2 separate regions of the Mus musculus genome follow, and region 2 is linked to region 1. Evidence: chromatin contacts called from public HiChIP or PLAC-seq data. All regions are on one chromosome and are shown on one strand. Each heading gives the region's core, a stretch centred on a gene start, on an enhancer-like site or on the middle of the called end of the contact. The rest is flanking DNA. Distances are from core to core; before and after follow the strand shown.

Region 1 (6,311 bases), core at 758-3,257:
ACTATCATTAAATTCTACAATACTGGAATGCATCAAATAATACTCCATGATCTTTTAGGCCAAGGAAGAGATCATAAAACATATCAACCCACTGAAGGAGGGAGGAATTCTTGTTCCCTGCCACTTACTATAAAGCATTTCCTTGTTCTGTGTCCTAAAGCCTAACACATAAAGCATCCAACAAGTACAGGATTTTTAAAAAATCAACAAATGGGTTGGAAATCATCTACACCTTCCTTCTAAGCTTGTTGTCTGTGCCCCAGAAAAGGAAGATCTATCTTGTTCTGAATATAAAAGATGTTTTCTTCTGCCTACTTCTGATGCTGGTCACACAAATTATATTAACCCACAGAGTGGATATACATGTCAAATAACATGGACTAAAGTTACCAACATTGTGAGATGAAGCTCCGAGTGCAAATCTATTGGAATTGAGACAAAAATATTCACAAATCATCCTGTTTCAATTTGTAAATGCACTGAAGAGAAGTATAGAGAGGACACAGAAGGCTTTTTAGAAACCTTCAAGCCCAGAGTCTCAGGCAAAAAAAAAAAGTCTCAGTTGATTTCCTTATCTCATATACCTAGACTACAACTTAGAGAAAGAAAGTAGATGCTTTTCCATATTTCAGTCATCTACAAATCCTCACTCCCAAATCAAAGACAGGTATGATAGTTCCTGGGACCTAGTTTTACATAGGTGTTTTCTGAATTCCGGCATCTTCCTTTCAAACTAGCTTGTTTCAAGCTGACATAAAGCTATATATCAAGGGAACCACGATCCAGATTAGTGGTAGAACGACAGGAACAGTGCTTGTGCTTTGAAGAGACATAGCCCAATGTATGTGCCTTCAGCCTTCTGTGTCACTGTAATTCATTTCTTTTCTACAAAGTCTTATGCCTGTCTGTTCTATTAGAGATAGATACTTGAGTCCTAAAATTCTCTTCATTCATCTTGTTTACCTTTGACTAAATCTATCCCCCAATTTCTGTTCTCATAATTATGGGTAGAAGCGTAAATTATGCCAAACTTAATAACTGATGGCACTAGTCCACAATTTCTTGCTGACTGCAAACTCAAAGAAAACCATTACAAGTCTGTTCACCATAATGAAGACTGCTTGGTTTTCTTTATTTTTAAAAGTTGCTAACCACTATCACTGCTATCGTAAATTTCCAGAGAAAAGTGTGCATCATTTTTCTGTCCACACTAACAGTTATATCAATACTCTACCAGTTCATGCTTTCATTTAAGACACATGCTATCTGTGCTCCTGCACTTTAGACATCATCTCATTTACATCTCTCATCCTTTTCTTATAGTATTAATGCAACAAATCTGCCTTACACAATAAGATGAAGCTTTACTCTTACTATGTGTTCTCTGTTTTGTTTTGTTTTGTTTTGTTTTCTGTGTCAATTTTTTTTTCTTTATTTTCAGCTTACCTTAAGTCATTTCTTTGGTGTTTTACTTTAAATACCATTTCCATTGGGGATACTTACTCCTAGCCCAGGAAATTGCCCCAAATAAGTGCACAATCAAAAGTGTTTGTATAAAAGGAACAAAAATGAATGCATGTTTTGATCACCTATATGAAAGTCTTGGCACATATCACAGAAAATAAAAGAGTCTTGTGAAGTGTGAAGTAAAAGTCTTGTCTATTACTCACATTTTATATTGGGGTGCTTCTTGAAAGCATTTGTAACAGTTCTACATAAAAAAAAATCATATTCATACTGGAAAAAACTAGAAGCAAACCCTGTTGGGCTCCCGCAACAAGCTCTCATCAATTGGGTACTGAAAAGCTTACCACCTTATAAGTCTGACTCTACTGAGTATCCCTGTTAAGGGATACTGTAAAGAAAAGGTGTTGATTTGCTAACACTTGTATAGTCAGGTCCTGTGCTAAACCATTAAGCAAATGAAAAGCACCCTGAGGTTAGAAAGAACCCCTGCTTACTGCAGTTCTCCTAAATCACTGTCTTTTCTCACCTTTGTGGCTAGTTTGCTTACTTAGCAGCATGAATGGTCACTTGTTATTCATGAACCAAAGTGCAAATGGCTGAATACTGCTCTCTGTGAATTCTCATTAAGGCACAGTTCTTTTGTGTCTGTTACCCTTTAATTCATTCTGCAACACTCAAATCTCACAAAAAGCAGAGTAGAGCAGTATTATGAAATACACTTCAGATTGACCAAATGTGATTTTTGTCATTCATTCACAATGGCAAAATGTACAAAGGTGGGAAATTAAGATATTTTCCTAAATAAACCATTTTGCTTAACTCTATACAGGTGTGTGAAGTACACGATTTGCATGGTAAAACATGCACTTTGCGAACTTGCTTTGAATTTCTAAGCACTTCTATTTCCATAACTGTCTTGGAGCTGCAGGTGCACAGGATATTTACACCAAAGACAGAAATAATGTATGAATTATTCCCTCTTCTAGCTACTTCCCCTCTTTACTTCCCAGCCTGAGAGTTTGATAGTAAATAGGACTATGTTCAAGAAAAAAGGAGAAGAAAGAAACTTTACAATTTGTGCCAAATGACTTTAATCCATCTAAGAAAAGCATAAATTAATCCTCTTTCTCTGTACCCGCTCTGAGTATGAAGCTAGACACAGTGTTTGTGCCTTGGCTCTTTAGGAGCCTTCATTCTTTACTGAATTGAATGAATTTCACTGATTTCAGTCACTAATTGGTTCAATTCATTAACAACATTTTTGAGGTTTTCTTTCGCTTTTAATGTTAACTTAATGAAATACTTCTGTTTATGTGTTACTTTCTCACAAAAAAGATATTTCATTAGAAAACAGATGAATAAGACGTAGCCTTATTTCAAAAAGCCCCTGATGTCTTAATAACAGAAATTGCTGTGCTTACTGGCACAGAGATAGATAGCTCTTTCTGTCCTTTGTTCATCTTATAATATATTTATGCTTTGAAATATAAATATTGCCCACCAAAAACTTGGAAATAATCTGATCAGTTTTAAATAAGAGGATATTTAAGAATCCGGTTTGTAGATTTCTGCATGAGAAAATGGGAGGAAGTGAAGAAGGTTCTTGTAATAAAATAAAATGTTTGGATGAATATATAATGGTGGGAACTAAACATCTTAAGAAACCCACTCTCAACCTACATCCAAATATGTAGACACAATTGCATTATGGATTCTAAAGGACTGACAGAATGTTTGAAGCTTTATATATTTTTAAACAGCTAGAAGGTGGCAGATCTTGGACTAAAGTATTTTGGGATGCTTCTCGTTGTCCATTTCTTTGTGTAACTTAAAACTTATGGAAATTTGTTACTTAGACAGCTGCACTCCTACTTGTTCCAAGCCCCAAACTAAGAATGTGATAAGGTCTCATGTAAAAGCCAGTAACAGTTTTACCTGCTCTGTTATAGCACCTGAGGTTCCTCCTAGTATACTTTAAAAAATGCCTTGATTTATACATTTTCTGACCTCTGCAACCAGCAAAGTTCAGGTAATTATTTCCATGATTGACCATTGCTCTTCAGGCATGATGAATTTGTCTTCTCTGGGTACTGTCATTCAAATGTGGCACAAAAATATACTGAAGAGTATATTTGTGTCAATCAGAAATTATCAACTAAATGAACAAATAAATATTTGAATGACTTCTATATTTGTAAGCTCTAAATATCCTATAATGTTACTGCTATAATATCAAATTTAGAGTTTATAATATAGAAGTTACTCATGTATTCCTCTTGCCCAGGAACCCCAATTAAAATTTACTCAAATTCTATGTACCACGTGGAAGAAGTTTTATGAAGTTTTTAAAGCAATAGAACAAATAAAGCTATATAAACCAAGGCTTTTTTTTTTTCCTCAAAAAATTTTGGTGAATTGTCTATTTCTTATACTCAGGTTGGACTTCCAGTGGAGGGAAGATGACACCAACCCCCTTACAAGATCTTTGACCCAAAATTTGTCCTGCCTACAATATGTGTAAGGATAAAGATGTAGCAGAGAACAGAGATTGAAGGAATGGCCAAGCAATGACTGGCCCAAATTGAGGTCTATCCCATGGGAAAGAGCAAACTTTTTTTTCCGTTTTAAGGCATTTTTTTACTAGATATTTTCTTCATTTACATTTCAAATGCTATCCCCAAAGCCCCCTATACCCTCCCCCCATCCTGCTCCCCAACCCACCCACTTCTGCTTCCTGGCCCTGGCATTCCCCTGTACTGGGGCATATGATGTTCACAATACCAAGGTCCTCTCCTCCCATTGATGGCCAACTGGGCCATCCTCTGCTACGTATGCAACTAGAGACACAACTCTGGGGGATACTGGTTAGTTCATATTGTTGTTCCTCCTATAGGGTTGCAGACCCCTTTAGCTCCTTGGGTACTTTCTCTAGCTCCTTCATTAGGGGCCTTATATTCCATCCAATAGATGACTGTGAGCATCTACTTCTGTATTTGCCAGGCATTGGCATAGTCTCACAAGTGAGAGCTATGTCAGGGTCCTGTCAACAAAATCATGCTGGCATATGGAATAGTGTCTGGGTTTGATGGTTGTATATGTGATGGATCCCCTGCTGGGGCAGTCTCTGGATGGTCCTTCCTTCCATCTCAGCTCTAAACTTTGTCTCTGTAACTCTTTCCATGGGTATTTTTTTCCCCATTCAAAGAAGGATCCACATTCTAAGAAGGACCCATACTTTGGTCTTCCTTCTTCTTGAGTTTCATGTGTTTTGCAAATTATATCTTGGATATTCTTGACATTATAATGATAATCTGATGTGCTTGCAGACTGGAATCTAGTATAACTCTCTACTGAGAGACTTCAGCATCTGATGGAAACAGATACAAGGACCCATAGCAAAACATTAGGTGAAGCTTGTGCAGTCTTGTGGAAGAGTGAGAAGATAGATTCTAGTAGCCAGAGGGGTCAATGACAGCACAAAATGGCTCACAAGGTCAGCTATCCTGGGCCCATAGGGGCTCATGGAGACTTAATCATAAACCAAAGTGTATGCATAGGCTGGACCCAGAAATCCTAAACATAAGTACAGGACAACATGCAGTTTGATCTTAATGTGGATCACCTAACAATTGCAGCAGAGGCTGTCTCTGACTTTGAATCACTTTCTCCTAGCTAGGCTGCATTGTCTGGCCTCAGTGGGAGAGGATGCCCCTACTCCTACTGTGACTTTATGTGCCAAGATAGGTTGGGACCCATGAAGGTGGAATAGAGAGAGGAGGGTGGGAGGGTGGGACTTGAAGGAGAGAAGGGCAGTGGACTGCACTCAGGATATAAAGTGAATAAACAGATAAACTAATAAAAGAGATAATACACTAGATAATTACAATTAAAACAATATATTGTTGAAAAATTAAATAGACATGTTAAAGAAAAACAAAGGAAATTTCATATATGTAAGAATCAGATGCTGTCTAATGGAATTCTTAGCCTTTTGGTTGTTAGAAACTATGATTTTGTTAATACACTGCAGTAGTTTTATCTCCTACACTTATGATGTTAGGTACAATACAGGTAAAGGATGGCTATTTAGAGGACTAATCATAACCTAAGATTAATTTTAATTAGGAACTCAGTCTTTACTATTCCAATATCTCCATAATTATTTAAATTCTTATCAGTTAACAGGCTTTGAAGACAGTTTAGTTTAGGATACAGCTTCTTTCTTACAATTTTGGGGTTGACAATAGCTATGACTAATTTAAAAACATTGATGTAGTACATTTATGTTACCATCTAAGATCATAATATTGAGAAAGATATTATGACTTCAGCGAGCTAAGAGCTTTAGAAATACACAAAATCATAAAAGAGATTCAACCAGTTTGGTTTCATTAGAAGAACAGACCTGATATAATGAAAATATATTAAAAGCAGATTTATTAGATCCGTTTGCATGATTAGATCTATGTAGTCCAACAATGACCACCTCACACTAAATGCTGAGACATCTGTAATCTGTTGAGTACACAAGAATAATTGTATCAGCAGTCCCAGCCTGGTGCTGAAGGGTCAGAAGATTTCTGGAGACCTGATGATCATTGGTCCACATGGGCAGCCTGAAGAAGCAGGGTTCTGATATTAGCAAAGTAATCCAAAATTAGTAGCAACAGGAATGAAAGTGCAGGTGTAATTGCCAGCAGAGTAAAAGCAAGAAAGCAAAGCTTAAATTTCCTTCTTTTATTTGGGTGGCCACTAGAAGTTGTTCTTGATATTTAGGGTGAGTTTTTCCACTTTAAGTGACCTGAACAAGAAAATCCATCACATCCTGGTAATTTATACCAAAT
Region 2 (7,069 bases), core at 4,552-7,051, 1.7 Mb before region 1:
AGAAAACAGGCATGTGCAGACATAGTGAAAATATAATAAATCAGAGGAGTTCTACTAAAAAATCTCATTTGAAATTAAAGCAGCAAAAGACACAGAAACAATATTAAGTCTTCTTGGTGCAGTAAATTTTACAAATTTGTAAACAATTTCGAAGCAAAGATTGCTTTATTTATTCATTTATTTATTTACGGAAAGCTCCTTTGGAGTTATTTGAGAGGCTAAGGCCACTGGGCATTATGTATTGTTTATACGTGTGTGTGTGTGTGTGTGTGTGTGTGTGTGTGTGTGTGTGCGCGCGCGCGCGCGTTAATTAATCCAGAAATAAAGCAGTGAGGAAAAAGTGGAAAGTACAATAGGGTACTACTGATTGCTGCTTGCTAGTGTCTAAGGGAAGGAAACAATATTTAACAAGTACAAACCTGGCATTAGAGAGGGAGCTGGAGTAAGGAATGAAAGAAATGATGATGTAGGGTGATGAGAAGGTTGAAGAGTGTGTGAAAAATGAAGTGTAGTGGGCAAACATGTTCTTGTAAATGGATGAAAACATTCTGATGTCTAGAACAAAAGGTCTTAGAGACATTTCATCACCTTTGGGTGGAAGATGAAGAATATACAAGATTAGGATAGGAAAGTGTGATTAGTAAAATGATATACGTTGCAGGTAATAAAAGAGAAACTATTTTCCCCACAGCCATATTTTTTTCTAAGTTTTACTGATTGGTTTTAAGCCCTTTTCTTATGTTTTTTGCTCTGGCTGTTACAATTAATTCTTTTTTTGGCTCCATTCTTTATTGCAATCATCAAATTATTTAGAATAGTTTTCTTTTTTTATGTAAAGAGCACATTCCATAAACCACTCACTGCAAGATATTTATTTATTTTATTATAAACATGTTTTTCTGATAAATCCTCAGAGTTGGTCAGAATATACAAATGACACATTTTCTTACTCCACAGTAAGCCACAAATTCCTGCCATCATCCTTTCTTTACTACTTTGTTCTTTGTAACCATCCATGTCTGCTTGTTGGCTCCCAGTGACTATTTTTTATAGTCAAAAATATATCGTTTCCTTTCCTTAAGAACCTCCTAACCTCTTCACTATATATATAATTCCTCTATTATGAACAATTATAGCATTCATCACATCGTATCCTAATTTTATGAGAGACTTCTAGTTTACATAGGCCTATGCCAAATAATTCATAATCTCTTTGGATTAAAAATTTTGAGCCTGGTACTTTGGTACAATTTTTGTCTAATTCATGTTCATAGATTCTTTGGCGGACAAATGGATGGCACCTCCTTTCAAATATGTAAACCAAGATTATTGGAGGAAATTAGCTTTCAGGTCTTCATCCCTTGCATAATTTCCTTTTCTACTAATAGAAAACGTGGCAGCCATACATATTTCCTGAGTGTAGTTCAAAGCCAGTGGTTTGTATACAGTTTCCTTGTTTGTATATCTTCCTGTGCTCCCCCAAGAATCTTATAAATCCTGTCCAAAAGCTATTGTGGACTGATCCCGTAGACAGGAAAAAAAAACAACTAAACAAACAAACAACAACAAATAACCAGACAATTTTCTGCTTTTAAAGTCCCTTACCAGATTTCGTCCTGCCAACAAAAATCAGGAAGCTTATTATCAGGAATTTCTATTTTGCATGAAGTTTTGAAAACCAAGAGAAAGGATAATATGAAACCTGCTGTCCTCTCAGCTAGGCCTTCCAGCTGCAGAAACCCAACATTAAGGACATCTATCAGAACAGAGCTTGGGTGATAAAGGGAGGGTGGGTTCTTAGCAAATGATTTAGCCCTAGAAAAGGAATGTGGTTTTATGCTTCATCTGAGTTCCCTTCTTCCTGCATTTCAAACGCACAGCAGCTCTTAAGTTTGTGGGAGTGGTATATCATGTAAAGAATGCTTTGTGTCAAAAGGAAGGGAAGAAAAGGGAGCATAGAAAACCCACATTTACAAAACGGAAGCTACTGTGCTATTCCCCTCTGCCGCCAAAGGAAATGCAGCAGCTAAGCAATTTGTTGTGATCCCCTCGAATCTAATTTCCTCAAGAATGTGACAGCTGAGGGCTTCAGTTGGTGTCCACATGCCCAGCTTGTGTCTTTTTCCTCTCGCCCTGCATAACCTTCTCCAAGTGTTCACTAGGTTCCTTCTCTTGTAGCTAAAGAATAAATTGTTCACACTCAGTGGGAAAAGGGATTGGTTTTGCTTTCAGGAAAGTGGGGTGTTGTTCCTCAAAAAGGACTGGACCACTTTATAAAGGGAAACTACGTGGCTTCTGTCTAGTAAAAAGAAGAACAAACAAATAAAATAAAATAAAATAAACCTATTCAGGAAACTTCCCAATTTGGTGCATTGGTCTACAGAAGTGACTCCATAGCCTTGGAATAAAAAACACCGCGACTCCTCCTTGCCTGCTGCCAGAAACCTCACAGTGTTGGACTTCTTAATTCCAGTCTTGTATTTTTCATACAAGGGACTCCTCATCCAGAGCATTCACCTTTGTCCCCTTCCCTTTCCACCCCATCTCCTGAAGAAAAGAACCCCAAGCATCACCCCCCAAGAACTTGCTTTCTTGCATAGACTGGCCGGTGGGGGATGGGTAATGGGAGTAAAGATTTGTGATTCTTACATCTTTACTAATCACGCAGCATGGAGGGGGTGGGTGGGGCAAGACACGCAGAGATTTCAACCCCGGTACATTAACACTGGATGATTTAATTCAGTGTGAATAAAAAAGGCAAGAGCTGGAAACTGGGAAGAACAGAGCCAGGCTGAAAGGAGGGAGGGCAACACACACGCGCGCACGCGCGCGCGCTCACACACACACACACACACACACACACACACACACACACACACACACGGTTCTCAAGGCCGAGTTCCAAAAGCTCAGCGGGCAGGCGGCACCTTGATGTACCTTTTGAGGATCAGGGTGCCTTTGGGAGGTGAGGGGGATGGGGGTCAGCTGCGCAGGAGCCTAGGGACGTAGGGCGACTGCGCACGGGGAGCGCGCCCCTCAGGTTGGCCTGCTTCCGCTCCCTACCCGTCCTAGTCGCTCGCTCTCCTGCCAGCCGGCGGACCCTCACTGCAGCTGACATCATTGCCAGAGAAGGAGGGGCGGCCCACGTGAAAAAGACCCCAGCACGAACTGCGTTCCCTCTGCTCGCTCTCTGAGGCTCTAGCGAGCCGCTTGGCGAACTCAGCGCCCTGGCGGCGGCGCCGGGACTTGAGCTGGGCGCGGCAGTTCTTAATTTAGCAGCAGGAGAAAGGTAGATTTAGACCTTGGCTCCTTCATCTCCTGGTTCTTTCTCAAAACCGCCCGCACACTGTCAGTTCTGCCTCGGATGAACCAAAGACAAGAAAGGTGAAACACGGACACACTATCAGTTACTTTCCCAAGCTTTCAAAAGCTTCCCCCCGCACAAAAACACAGGCAAAGACAGCCCTGAGGCTAGAGCCTTGGCCGTGGGAATTTGTGAATTTGTTTCAAACGTGATTAAAAGTGCACATCTTCCAAAGTTGCAGAGGCGCCAACCAGCGCATCTCCCCAACTCCTTTATTCACTCTTGAGTCACACTTGTTTTACTCACTTTTTCTCTTCCTTTTTCTCTTTCTTTCCTTTTTTTTTTTTTTTTTGTTTTGTTTTTTGAATGACAAGTAAGACACCTAGCATTTTCACCCTTTTTTGGCGTTACACTGTGCTGTGTTCAGAATTATCTGCCTGCTCCTCAGGTTGTTTGCTGGTTGCAGAGCTAGTACCACACTCAGGGGTCCTCTGTCCCCATTACTCTCCTATTTTTTTGCCCCGTTGCCCATGGCCTAGATTCTCAAACACTTTTTTCACACTGGGTCCATTGTAAAGAAACAGCCCCCAAGCTGATATAAATCTGCCTTTGGAAAGTTTCCTCACAGTAAGGGAAAGGACAGCGTTATGTTTTTTTTTTTTTTTTAATTTTTTTCCTTCATCATTTGCTTCTGTTACCCTTTAATTTTCTTTATTATTTTTTTCTTTTGTACTAGACCCCCCTGCTCTCCCTGATTTACGTTGTTAGTGGGTGCCGCAATGGCGCAAGTTTGGACTCCCAGCCCCCCTGAGACATTTTGGAAGGACACCCCGCTCGCAGAGGCGAGTGCCCGCCTGGAGGCGCGCGCTCACATACTCCAAGCACACATCCCAGTGCCCCACACCCCAAGCCGCAAAGGCAGCTAACCTAGTGGAGCCTGGAATAAATCAGAGGCAGCAAAGGGGCCATCTTCACTCAACCCCTAAAAAGTCTTTCCTTGGGGGAGACACAGAAATGGATCCTGCCATGCACTCTGGGACATTGACACCCCAGGGACTAGTAGCTTTGTGACTGCGCTCACAGAGTAGTGTCTCCAACTGGAGGTATACTGTTGCTGCGCTCTTCCAAAGTCTCTAAAGCAATGTAGCCGTTTTTTAAAGTCACCTTTTCCAATGAAGCTCTAAGCAAGAGACATTTTTTGGGGGGAAAGGGGGCCTTTCTTTACAAGCTCTAGGAAGATCCTTCCTTTGTGGAGGGAACTGCTTTTTGATTCTCTCTTGAAAAACGCCAGGTATTTATGACATAGGTGGGCGTTCTTTTGGCTAAGGAATTCCGAGTCATTTCTCTAGAGAATAGAGGAACCCTTTTATGTTGGGCTTGACTTTGTAAGTCTCCCCCCCCCCAAATTAAAAAAAAAAGAATATTGATTTTCAGCTGCTGGTTTATACGAAGTTGCATTTATAAAGGGGGGACAGAATTTCTCACACCTACCATCTCTACATCCACTAGGTCCCAGGGCAGGAAGAAATGGGATCATACCAGGAGGACCAATCCAGTAGACGCTGGGCGCCCTGCTGTGCGCACAGTTTTCCGAAGCCCTGCGGCAAGGGTCGCTCCCCAACCGGGTTGCGCTATCAAACCTGGACTCAAATCGGAGACCCCAGAGAGGAGCGCAGCTGGGCCAGCTTCCAGGGTCCACCGCGGATTCACTGCTGAGGCACACTGCCCCTCAGCTGGACTTGCTCCAGGTGTCTCCCCTAATGGTCTGGGGCGTCAACTCTGCATCCCCGCACTTTCCCAGATCAGAGTTTCATTCAGCTTCGCTGAAGCTGGAAGAATCAATTAAAGTGAAAGACCTTTTTGCACAACCCATGTCGGAGAAATTCATGCGCGGACACTTTTCTGACAAAAGTGAGAGTTTTAGCAAAGTAACCAAACCGAGTGGAGGCAGTGTCAAAAGATTTTCTTTGGGAGCTCATCTCCCGGGTTTGCTCTTTTTCTTACCTCTAGGGAACAGAACCCGGAAGGGAGGGCACCAGTAGGTCTCTAAAAGCATGCTATGGTCAACTGCCCAGATCCCAGGCGCAAGCAGTCACCGCGTCCTAAGCGCAGGACATGCCATGAGTCCCCAGCCTCAGCGGCTTTAGCTCCCGAACCGAACCCGATACTTACCTACTGTTTAGACTCCTCTTTGAGTAGTATGAAGAGGGGAACGAAAAAGGAGAAAAAAAGGCTTCCGCCCGCTCCACAGAGACTGCGATTGCTGTAGCGGGATCTACCGCCACAGCTCGCAGTCCGCAGAGCAGCTGTTTGTCTTGGAGGCTGTTTGTGAGGCTGGTCGGGCGGCCCGGGCTAGCTGGGCTGCCTGTGTCGCCTGAGTAGCTTCTGCCACTGAGACTCCTTGCACTCTGGTAGCCTAGCTTTCCGCTTTGCTGCGCGGGCCGCTGCTGGCTGCTCTGGCTCACAGCTACTCCCGCCCTGACAGTTCGTCGACTGCAAGGAGCCACTGCCAAGCCAGCCCTTTTCAATGGCGAGGGGGAGGGACTAGACAGGAGGGGGAAGGGGGACAGAAGGGGGGTGAGCGAGTGGAAGGCGGGGGGGGGGGAAAAGGAGTGAACGAGTGCCCTAGCCGCCTGCTGGGAGGGGATGGCGCAGCACCAACTGATGGGTACCCCCCTTTTGTCCCCACTCCCTGCACCCCTCTTCCCACTCCAGCTCAGGAGGCCGCCTCTCCCAGAGGATGAAGAACCTCAGGAGCGGTGCGGGGGCGAGACTGAGGTAAGCTTGGGAAGTTACATCTTGTGGCCCAGAGAAGGAGGCAGAAAGCGTTTTGCCTGCACGCTCCTTTATGGGACTGGATGCTTAGGGGAACAAACTGAACAAAATAAGCAGGGCAAGCATTCCTCCCCCGGGTGGTCCCCCCTCTCCTTGCACTTTAGTTCTCCTCTTTAAGTTTCACTCGTTTACATCATCTTACAGAAGTTTGATTTTTCTTGGTATGCGTGCCTTTCTCAGGATTCCTCAAGCTCCGCTGACTCCAGCTAGAGAACTAACAGCAAGTAACACCATTTTCTTATACAAAGGGTACTTAGGGCACACTAGAGGAAGTAGGAGCAAGATCCAGGAGAACCCGCAATTTGAGCCAAGTGCCTGTTTCTGAATATACCATATCCAGTTGTGAGAGGTCTCAGAAATCTTGGCTGCCTGTCCACACACATTCTCCTGTGTGGTGTAGGGTGGAGTGAGTGTCTGCGGAGGAAATACGACATTTGGCTATCCCAGAGCAAAACTAAGGGTATCATTAAACAGATCATGTCTGTGACCCTTTGAGGGGGTGGGGTGGTGTCACTGTGTGAACAATGCCGTTTGAAAGCAGGAAAGGATACCAGACAAGGAAGAGCACAGCCTGGAGCTGCAACCCTAATGCTTGCCAATAAGCTTGGCATCTCAGATGGTGAAGCCTGCCTGGCATAGGGTGTCAGGTCTCTGGAGAGCACTAAAGCAACAAGGGTCACTGTGTCAGGTGTGTGGCTCAGATAACTCATGAATAACAAGAAACAGAAGTTAATTCCCTACCTATAGAATAGGCTCAAAAACATAATAACACCCAGACCTCTCTGGTTCTAATTTCAAAGAGGATGTCTTTATATTTACCTAGAGGCCAGGAAATGAGACAAGTGAATTGTCTAAATTAGTCTGCACAAAATATGTGTGTTTTAGAAAAAAATTCACTTTCTTTTCTTAATGTGTAAAAAAACCTTACAT

What was found. HiChIP or PLAC-seq counts read pairs in DNA pulled down with a chosen protein or histone mark.
Region 2: an H3K4me3 HiChIP or PLAC-seq map of neural progenitor cells shows a contact between it and region 1, with 20 times the contacts expected there. The contact joins the promoter of Pcdh11x here to the enhancer-like site in region 1. A contact is called at or near these places in 2 of 39 promoter capture datasets (hippocampal neurons and liver) and 3 of 115 datasets of contacts at active chromatin or transcription factors (astrocytes, neural progenitor cells and stem cell-derived neural progenitor cells).

The regions. Positions count from the first base shown.
Region 1 is chrX:118,592,002-118,598,312 of GRCm38.p6, reverse strand. No RefSeq gene overlaps it. Among named protein-coding and RNA genes, the nearest start is that of Tgif2lx1, 110 kb to the right of the region's middle. Within about 2 kb of position 2,007, at least 8 of the 459 cell types and tissues checked have an H3K27ac peak or open chromatin away from gene starts, as enhancers often do. A contact at or near this core is called in neural progenitor cells, where this site is marked.
Region 2 is chrX:120,289,059-120,296,127 of GRCm38.p6, reverse strand. Pcdh11x (protocadherin 11 X-linked) reads right to left here and starts at 5,801. Exons shown (of 7, transcript NM_001271809.1): 1 at 5,477-5,801. It overlaps Gm30577 (a long non-coding RNA gene), which reads left to right and starts at 5,894. Exons shown (of 4, transcript XR_387050.3): 1 at 5,894-6,082.